2 separate regions of the Anas platyrhynchos genome follow, and region 1 is linked to region 2. A link is a contact called in public Hi-C data. All regions are on one chromosome and are shown on one strand. The core of a region is the stretch at or near the end of the contact, and the rest is flanking DNA. Distances in the headings are between cores, read along the strand shown. Region 1 overlaps NCOA2 (nuclear receptor coactivator 2). Region 2 has its middle 19 kb from the start of TRAM1.

The links. Hi-C and Micro-C count contacts between places; a contact is called where the count stands out from the background.
Region 1: a contact with region 2 is called in a Hi-C map of liver, with 3 times the contacts expected there. The contact joins two enhancer-like sites. A contact is called at or near these places in 3 of 8 Hi-C or Micro-C datasets (liver, skeletal muscle and subcutaneous adipose tissue).

Annotation. Positions count from the first base shown.
Region 1 is chr2:34,612,570-34,616,566 of IASCAAS_PekinDuck_T2T, forward strand. It overlaps NCOA2 (nuclear receptor coactivator 2), which reads left to right. Exons shown (of 25, transcript XM_038173626.2): 14 at 1,796-2,006. Among named protein-coding and RNA genes, the nearest start is that of PRDM14, 42 kb to the right of the region's middle. Within about 2 kb of position 1,867, at least 3 of the 8 cell types and tissues checked have an H3K27ac peak or open chromatin away from gene starts, as enhancers often do.
Region 2 is chr2:34,410,366-34,414,440 of IASCAAS_PekinDuck_T2T, forward strand. No RefSeq gene overlaps it. Among named protein-coding and RNA genes, the nearest start is that of TRAM1, 19 kb to the left of the region's middle. Within about 2 kb of position 2,471, at least 2 of the 8 cell types and tissues checked have an H3K27ac peak or open chromatin away from gene starts, as enhancers often do.

The sequences.
Region 1 (3,997 bases), core at 617-3,116, 200 kb after region 2:
GGAAGGAAGGGACTAAATTCCAGTGGGGGATGTTTTGTGTTGACACTGAGGGAAAAAAAAAAAAAAGAAGAAAAAAAAAACTTGAACAGTAGGGATGGTAGAGTGCTGAAAGAAATTCCCTTGGGAAGCTGTGGATTTTCTGTCACTGCCTGTCTTTAGCAAAAGGTTATATCAACTTCTGTTGGAAATGGCAGACACTGGTTTTCTGCCTTGAGGCTTTACATTTCTTCCAGTCCTCTTGGTTCTGTGATTTCCTACCACTTTGCCACTAACACCAGCCTCCAAATCACCCACGTGCTGTTTTTTAACAGAGTAAACTCTATCCTCTCTGCACTATATAGCTTGATCTATAGGTGTACGAGGTCATGTGGATGGAGTAAAGTGTAATACCATGTTTATTTGCAGCAAATCATCCCAAAAAGGTATGTAGAGATGTAACCTAGGGACATCTTAGCTTTGTCTTCAGATTAGCAGTGGCAGCAGCAGTTTAATACAGCACTAGCACACCGTGTCTTAACTAGACTGAGTGCCTTGGTAGATAGTTTGAAGGTATTTCATCTCAGGTATTTCTATATTGCCTGGTGACTGCAGTGCAAGCATGCTGTGAATAAGTGATCATGTTCATGATGTGGTGGTGTGACAAAAAAGAACAGGAAGAATGGTATCACAGCATGTGCATGTTTGTATTGTTGTTTCTCTGGTCCCCATCTGTTGAGTCTGTCTGCTCGCTTACTGCTTCTCTTCTATGTTTGTAGGTTTTTTTTAAAAAAAAGGTACTGATTTGGGGTTGATTTTTGTTATAAATACTGTCAAAAAATGTTTCCTTTAAAACTTAGTGGTAACTGAGGCAGTACTGCTTATTTGTATCTATTACACGAAAAAGTTGGTAAAGCCTTGCCTATTTAGTTTTAAAATTGGAGAGTATACGCTTGTAATAATTTCCAACTTTGAGTGAGCAAAAGATTTTAATTCTCAGTGTTTATAGACAAATAAGGCAAAAACATTACTGGTGAAAATCAACATTTTTAAGAAATATATGCGGGTCAATATTTGTGTTAGTATAGGATGAATTTAATCTTTTTGCCATCTTCATTTCATGTTAAATTTCTGTTGAGGGGTACATAACTAGATTTCTCTTTTTTCTTGCTGTAGACAGGTTACTTTCACAGATTTGAAAAGTTGTGATCAAAATAAGTTCTTAAATCTACTAACTAGTTGACAGTTGTTAATTTACACAGCATCATTGGAACGTGCATTTCTTGCCAGTTAACTTCTATACAGTTCTTCATTGTTATGGTTTTTAATGTAACAAAGAAAATACATGAGGGGAATTGTCTTAGCCATGAAGCAACTTTTTCATCGTATGCTTTTAATCAAGTCATAAAGAGACTAGAAATACGACTGTGCTGAAAGAAATATTTGCTTTACCTACATAAATCCCCATCTTCATCACTGTGGGATTTCTTTCACTGCCAAATTACATGTACTGCCTGCACTGATCATGACAAGAAGCCTCCTGGTTCCCTTTGGCGTGAGGTACGTATCATGTGGCTCTTTGTATGTACCCCTGCCAAGGTCTTGAAGGGGTGCCAGTAATGCCTGCAATGCCAGGGCTCTCCAAGAGCAAGCTAGATGAGCCCAGGGAAGGCTGCACTGTCCCTTTTTGACAACTTTGTGAGCTTTGCACTGGGCTTCTTGGAGGGAACATCTGAAGCCAGTGCAGGTGCAACAGGGCATGAGCAGGACACCGACAGCAGGCAAGCAGCAACGTGTGCCATGTTTTCTTTGCTTGCAGCCAGGCAGTGAGCTGGATAACTTGGAGGAGATTCTGGATGACCTACAGAACAGCCAGTTACCGCAGCTTTTCCCAGATAGCCGCCCAGGCGCGCCAGCAGGCTCGGTCGACAAGCAAGCCATCATCAATGACCTCATGCAGCTCACCAGTGACGGCAGCCCCGGAGCGGCTGTGGCCACCCAGAAACCAGCAATGAGGATTTCACAGAGCAGTGAGTCCGGCTTGCGCGCGTGTAGGAAAAGCTTGTGAAGTCCCAAAGCGGGGGCTGTGGTGTCTGTTCCTCCCCTGTCAAGGCAGGCGAGGAACCAAGGCAGTTTCTCAGCCTTTCCTTAGTCTTGTGTGATGACCTAGCGCCACCTGCGGTCGTCTCATTTTGAAACACGTTTGGAGATTGCATCTAATTCACACGGTGCGCTGCAAGTTGGTGCCCTTTTGAGGAGATATAAGGAAAGATTTCAAAATAAATGTTTCTGTCAGAACGGAATTCCCCTTCCACAGCTGTGGGATGCTGCTATTGCAGTGCTCTTGGCATCATGAGCATTTGCATTTCGTGTTGACGTAGATTGCTCTTTTTCAGCAGATCTTTTGGTAAAAGGGATAAGTGAGGCTTTCCAAAGGATGAAAGAAAATATTCTTCTAAAACCACAGGATAAATAGAAAGAAATATGATTAAGATGAATGCATAAATCTAATTTGAAATTGTGGCTTTTAATTGAGTCACTTCCAGCTGACCATGTTCCTTAACTTTATCAATTAACTTGAAAACAGGGGTTGAAATATTAGTATGCCACCATAAAATAGTGGCAAGCAAGCAAAGTAAGAGTGTTATCAGCTATGAATGTTGAAGAAAATAGCATACAAGGTCACTGCTTCATTGTTTTTTCCCCTGTAGGCTAGGATGGCAGCATCTGTTCACTTCCTTAAATGTGTAGTGCTGGTGTGGGTTTTTTTTGTTGGCTTTTTGTTTTTAATAAAAGTGTTTAGAGCACATTTTTAATAAGAATTTATTATATGAAAGTATTTTTGATTATATGATACAGTATATGATTATATAATATAGTATATGATTATATGAAAGTATTTTTTCTTTGAAGAATAACACCAGTTCACTTGAAACGAACGCAAATTATTTCTTAGAAATGTTTAAGTAGATATTAATGTTTAAATTTACATTAAAGCCATTTCACAACCTTAAATTATTATTCGTTGAAACTGAATGCAAGTATGGGAGTACTAACAGCAGCAGCACATAAGTCATCTGAAATCTTTAGTATATTCTTTCTGAAGCAAGGTCCGTTGGTTCTTTTTGGCTTTCCAGAGTTAAGCCTTTCCTTTAGCTGATAAGTGTTCAATGCCAGGTTAGTTGGGACTTGGAGCAACTTGTCCAGTGAAAGAGGTGCCCTTGTCCATGGCAGAGGGATTGGAACCAGGTGATCTTTAGAGGTCATTTCCAACCAAAGCCATTCTGTGATATTCCTTTCTCTTATCCACATCCTTTTTAAATGGGATGTAAACTGCTTATTTCCTAAAGTTTCTTCCAGGAAAATGTTAACATCTTCATTGCTAGACAATGAATTTTTGATGACTTAGTCTGTCATTTATTTATTTATATTTCTCTCTATATATTTAGGTATCGTGTAGTAAGATTTATGACCAATGATGGTCTTTTTTCATGTTGTATCAGTCTTTATTACCACAATGTAAAAGAACTGTTTTGCCATCTTACTTTTGTCAGAGGGTTTGCTGGGCTAAATCTTTAAATTTTGATGAGTCATTTAGAGGATGTGTAGTACCAAAACATTTAATGTGCAGTATTGTCAAACAGGATATTGGTTTTAATAGTAAATTAATATAATTGTGTAAACACAGTATTATTGACTCTATATCTGTGTATAACATAGCACAAAGGAACTTTTGCACATCTTTGGCTTTAAATGTGCTTTCAAAGCTACTGACTACAGTAACAGTATGATAATAAATGAGAACATCTTGGTGGGTAGCAGCAGTTTTAAAAAGGAGGCATCCTGTTTCCCTTGTAAATTAAAATACTTAAATTTTTCCCCTAGCTTCCATAGTCTTGTTTGTATCTGTGCCTAATTCCCCTAGGAATTTTCTGCCCTGTCTTCAGTAGAAGAGCGTACACAAAACAGGTGCATAGAAATAGTGAGTGGCTTTTTGTATGCTCACAGAAAAGCGATGTAG
Region 2 (4,075 bases), core at 1,221-3,720:
GGTACTGGTAATGTAGAAATAGGAATTCTGAAAACATAGTTTCTCTTGGATCGAGGACTAAGATTGCTTTCCTTAACAGCCCAGAAGCTGCAGCTTCTGTTTACGTGAACCCTTTATGTATTGAAGTAGGTCTTCCAGAGATCTTCGCAAGAACTGCATTGTATTTCTATCTAGGTGTGTGGGAGGGAGGGTTATTCAGTTTCTCTGGGTTTATTTTTCTGTTCTCAAAAAGTTGGCTAGCCAATTTTTAGGTCATACTTCGGTTTTGTTCCGTTTGTGACTCAGCCCTTTGGACCTGCATTCTAGAAGGTGGGGATCAGCAGGATCAATAGGCAGTCTTGTCCATGTTGGTCATTGCTGGCCTAATGATCTGTGTGGAAAATTTTGGTATTGAAGGGACTTGAACACCACCAAGTAGAGACAGTCATGATATTTGTATCATTTACAGGCATGCTGAGAGTTTGCATGCAGGACACACTGTGTTCCGGTGGATGGTAGTTTAATGCCTGCAGGCTGTAGTACTTACTAGTCATCTTGTTAAGCAAGTGCTTAGATTATTCCTTGGGCTGGGTATAACAATGTCCAACAAAATTAAGGCTTTGGGGGGAAACTTAGGAGAGATCCTTTGGAAAGAACAGGACTCTTCGAAGGACTGACATCTGCTATCGTCTGTTCATTGTATATGACTTTCTCACACTGTTAGACGTGGATTATCTTTAGATCACTAGATTAGCTTGTGTTTGTTTGTTTTGGTTGTTGTTTTTTTTTGTTTGTTTGATTGATTGATTTTTTCCCCTGTAGATTGTTGTGATGGATCTCTGGGAGGGGGTATGCCCTCTTCTCATTGCTGTCCCCTTCTTTCACTGCTCCCTGAACTACTCTGTTTAGGATCTGATGAGCCTAGCTCTGTACACATTAAGGAATTTGGTGTACTTCTCAGAACTAAAATAGAAGCAGTGCCTGAGTGTTTCTGGAGCAAACATGCAAGGAGAAAGCAGCACATCAAAGCAATATATAGGGTGTCATCGGAACCTGTTTAATGGGACCTGAAACTCTTTAAGATGAATACATTTTGATACAACTCATATTTCAAGTGAGGTGTTTGAATATAGCTCACATTCAGCTAGCAAGTGCCTTTCTGTCAGTGAAACGGAACTGCTATTAGCATCTACAACTGTCGGTTCTCCTTCTGTGAATGATGGATGAGGAGTCCTGGGCTGCAGCTGCAAGTAGGCTTCTGTCTGCCTCTTAGAGAAGTTCTTTTGATGTTGACAAGAAGAAAGTCAACGACTCCTTTTTCAGGTTTAAAAAGAAAAAAAAATGTGCTACCTAGTTTTAAATCTAAGACATTTGCTCTTGATCTCTTGCTATGTGTCCTGTCACTTTTATTTTGGGTACCTGCAAATACTTTATTTTTATCTGTCTCGAGACTGGCAAACTTGTTATGTGAGTGCCAGAAATGACAACTCCTTCCCTTCTTACGCTTGAAACTTTTTTTTTTTTTTTTTTTTGCAGAATCGGAGCATCTAAGGTGTAGCTGTATAATTTGATAGCTCATCAGTATTCATTTTTTTCTCCTTATTTATTGTGGTTAATGTTTAAGGTCAGGCACGATCATGCAGCACAATGCGGTTGTCATTTCTTCATTCCCCACACAAGAATGTTATACAATTTGATATACTTGGGGGGTGGGGGTTGCTGAGTCCTGACTGTTCTGGGAGAAATTGGTATTCCTGGATGTTTTCGTTAGTCTCAAAGCTTTCTGTATTTCATTCACTGTTGTTGCATCTCATGGCACTTAGTATTTCTGAATCTCTGGATTGTAGTTTTGCTGTACGCAACAAAGATATTGGGAAATTATGGTCAAGGACGTTGATCTTTGTCTGTGACTTCTTATGTTGATTATAAATGTTGAAGAATGTATCTTGCATTGTAATGAACAGCTTAAAAAAATCAGTCCGTGGTGATGGGAATACTGTAACAGGGTAGGAATTTCAGCTCTCAAACTTGAGGCAAGAAGCCAAGCCAAAACTATCTTGTGTTCTCACGCAGGTGATTCCTCCTCTTTGTTTCTTAGATTCATCATTACCTTTGTTTTGTTTATTTAGATTGTAAGTTCTTTGTGGCAAGGGTTGTCTTTTGTGTGTGTGTGTGCGTGTGTACCCAGGCCGGTAAGGCCTGGAGCCCCAATCTGTGGAAGCTGTAATAAGCAATCACCTTGTTATCGTTTTCCTGGATATCATAATAAAAAGTATCTAATTAAAACTGTGCTCGAATAGTCTGTTACAGAAATGGAGGCTTGCTAACAGTCAAGCAGCATCAGTACCAGAGAGAGACTTCTGGTCAAAGACAAATACAGTGTTCTTTGTGAGGATATTTACTTTAACCAGTGAACCCAACCAGGAAATCATAGACTGAAGAGGAATGTCCCATAGTTCAGGCTGGAGCTTGCACAAAATTTATCAGGAATCCAAGGTTGAGTTTCTCACATTTGTCAACTTGAGAAAAGTGCATTGGTCCTCCCTTATAGGGAGGTGTGGCTTGTTTGCTGTAATGCTTGTGCAGTGCCTTGTGTCCTCTGAGTAGCACTTCCAAGCTTGGGAGGGGAACCACAAACTTAGGGAGAGAACACCAAAAGCCCTTCTGGGAAGTTTCTGTTGTGGCCTGGGAGCTTACAAGTCAAATTCAGATGTTTCCACTCTTCTTCAGCTAAGCAGTTTCTAAAGACTGTAGGCTTCAGGTTCACTGATACAGAAGAATAAAATTTCATCCAATCCTATAAATAGCCTCTACATTCACGCCAGTGGTGGTCTAAGCAAGGTGGTAGGGAACTGATTACCTTAACCTGAGGTAAAGTTGAACAGCTTGTAGAAAATGTGTGCCACAAATGTTACCTTTGAATAGGTTTGATCTTTACATGGTGGAGGGGTTGGCACCAGAGTCAAGGCTCTCTGTAGTCAATTCGAGATAAATCAGAGATTTTCTCCTAAAGAACTGTTTAGCTATTTTTAAATCCTGCATTTGTAACTTGTAAATCCTCTAATTAATTGAAAGAAAATGTTAATTGGAGATTAGTCATCCATGAAGGCACATCTGGTTCTTGGGTTCATTACAATTGGGTCAATTACAATTGACACACTTGTAGCTTAAAAAGAAATTGTGTTAAAAAATCAATAGAAAAAGCATAATTTTAAGAACCACAGCTACTTCAGGGATAGATGTAGCTGTCAGATCACTAATTCAACTGCACCTGGTGAGGACTGGCAGATAAAATACATAAATGGCAGCTGGGAAGACTAACAAGTCCTGCCTTTCCCCAGCTGCTCCACAGTATGGTTGTCTTGCCCTACTGCCCCACTCAAAATAATCTAGCAAATACTGCCGGGAAGCGGAGCAGATGCAGCCTTATGAGCCAAATCATGTAATGAGTTTGGGATGCTGGGAAAAACAGCCACTAGAGGCCACCACAATCTTTCTGGCAGCTGTGTTTTAACTTGGGTATCCAGCAGCCAGCAAAAAAAAATAACTGAAGGCCCATGCTTTTGCTGCCTTTTCAGCAAAAATTACTTTTTTCTTCTTTTAAGTAGTACTCTGAGGTAACTAAGAAAACAGAGCATTGAACTAAAGTAAACACAACTCCTTGTAGCTCTGGATCTTGCTGCTGATATAATAGTAGCAATAATAATAATAAAATTCTGCAGGTCTTAGAAGATGACCTAATATGGATGGAAGCTGTTTCATGGCTTTTGTTTGAGAGAGCAAGGTATAGCCCTTCAGTATTAAAGCTTTATTTTATTCCAAAGCTGCAACATCTTTGATTAAAAACAACATTGAGAGTGAACTGCAAACCTTAAGTTAGATCTGCTGGCTGTGTGTAGTTTTGCAGGCAAGTACACAGTGCTGTGGCAGACACTGATTCCTTTGCTTAATGCTTATGTAAAATAAATAACAGAAAACCTATTCTCCAGCAATTTTTGATGCTTCCAACACGTAATTGTTAGAGGATTTTATAAAATTTTCTGTTTTTATCTGCTGATAGGAGACCTTTGTTTTGTGAGAGCATTGCTTATGGACA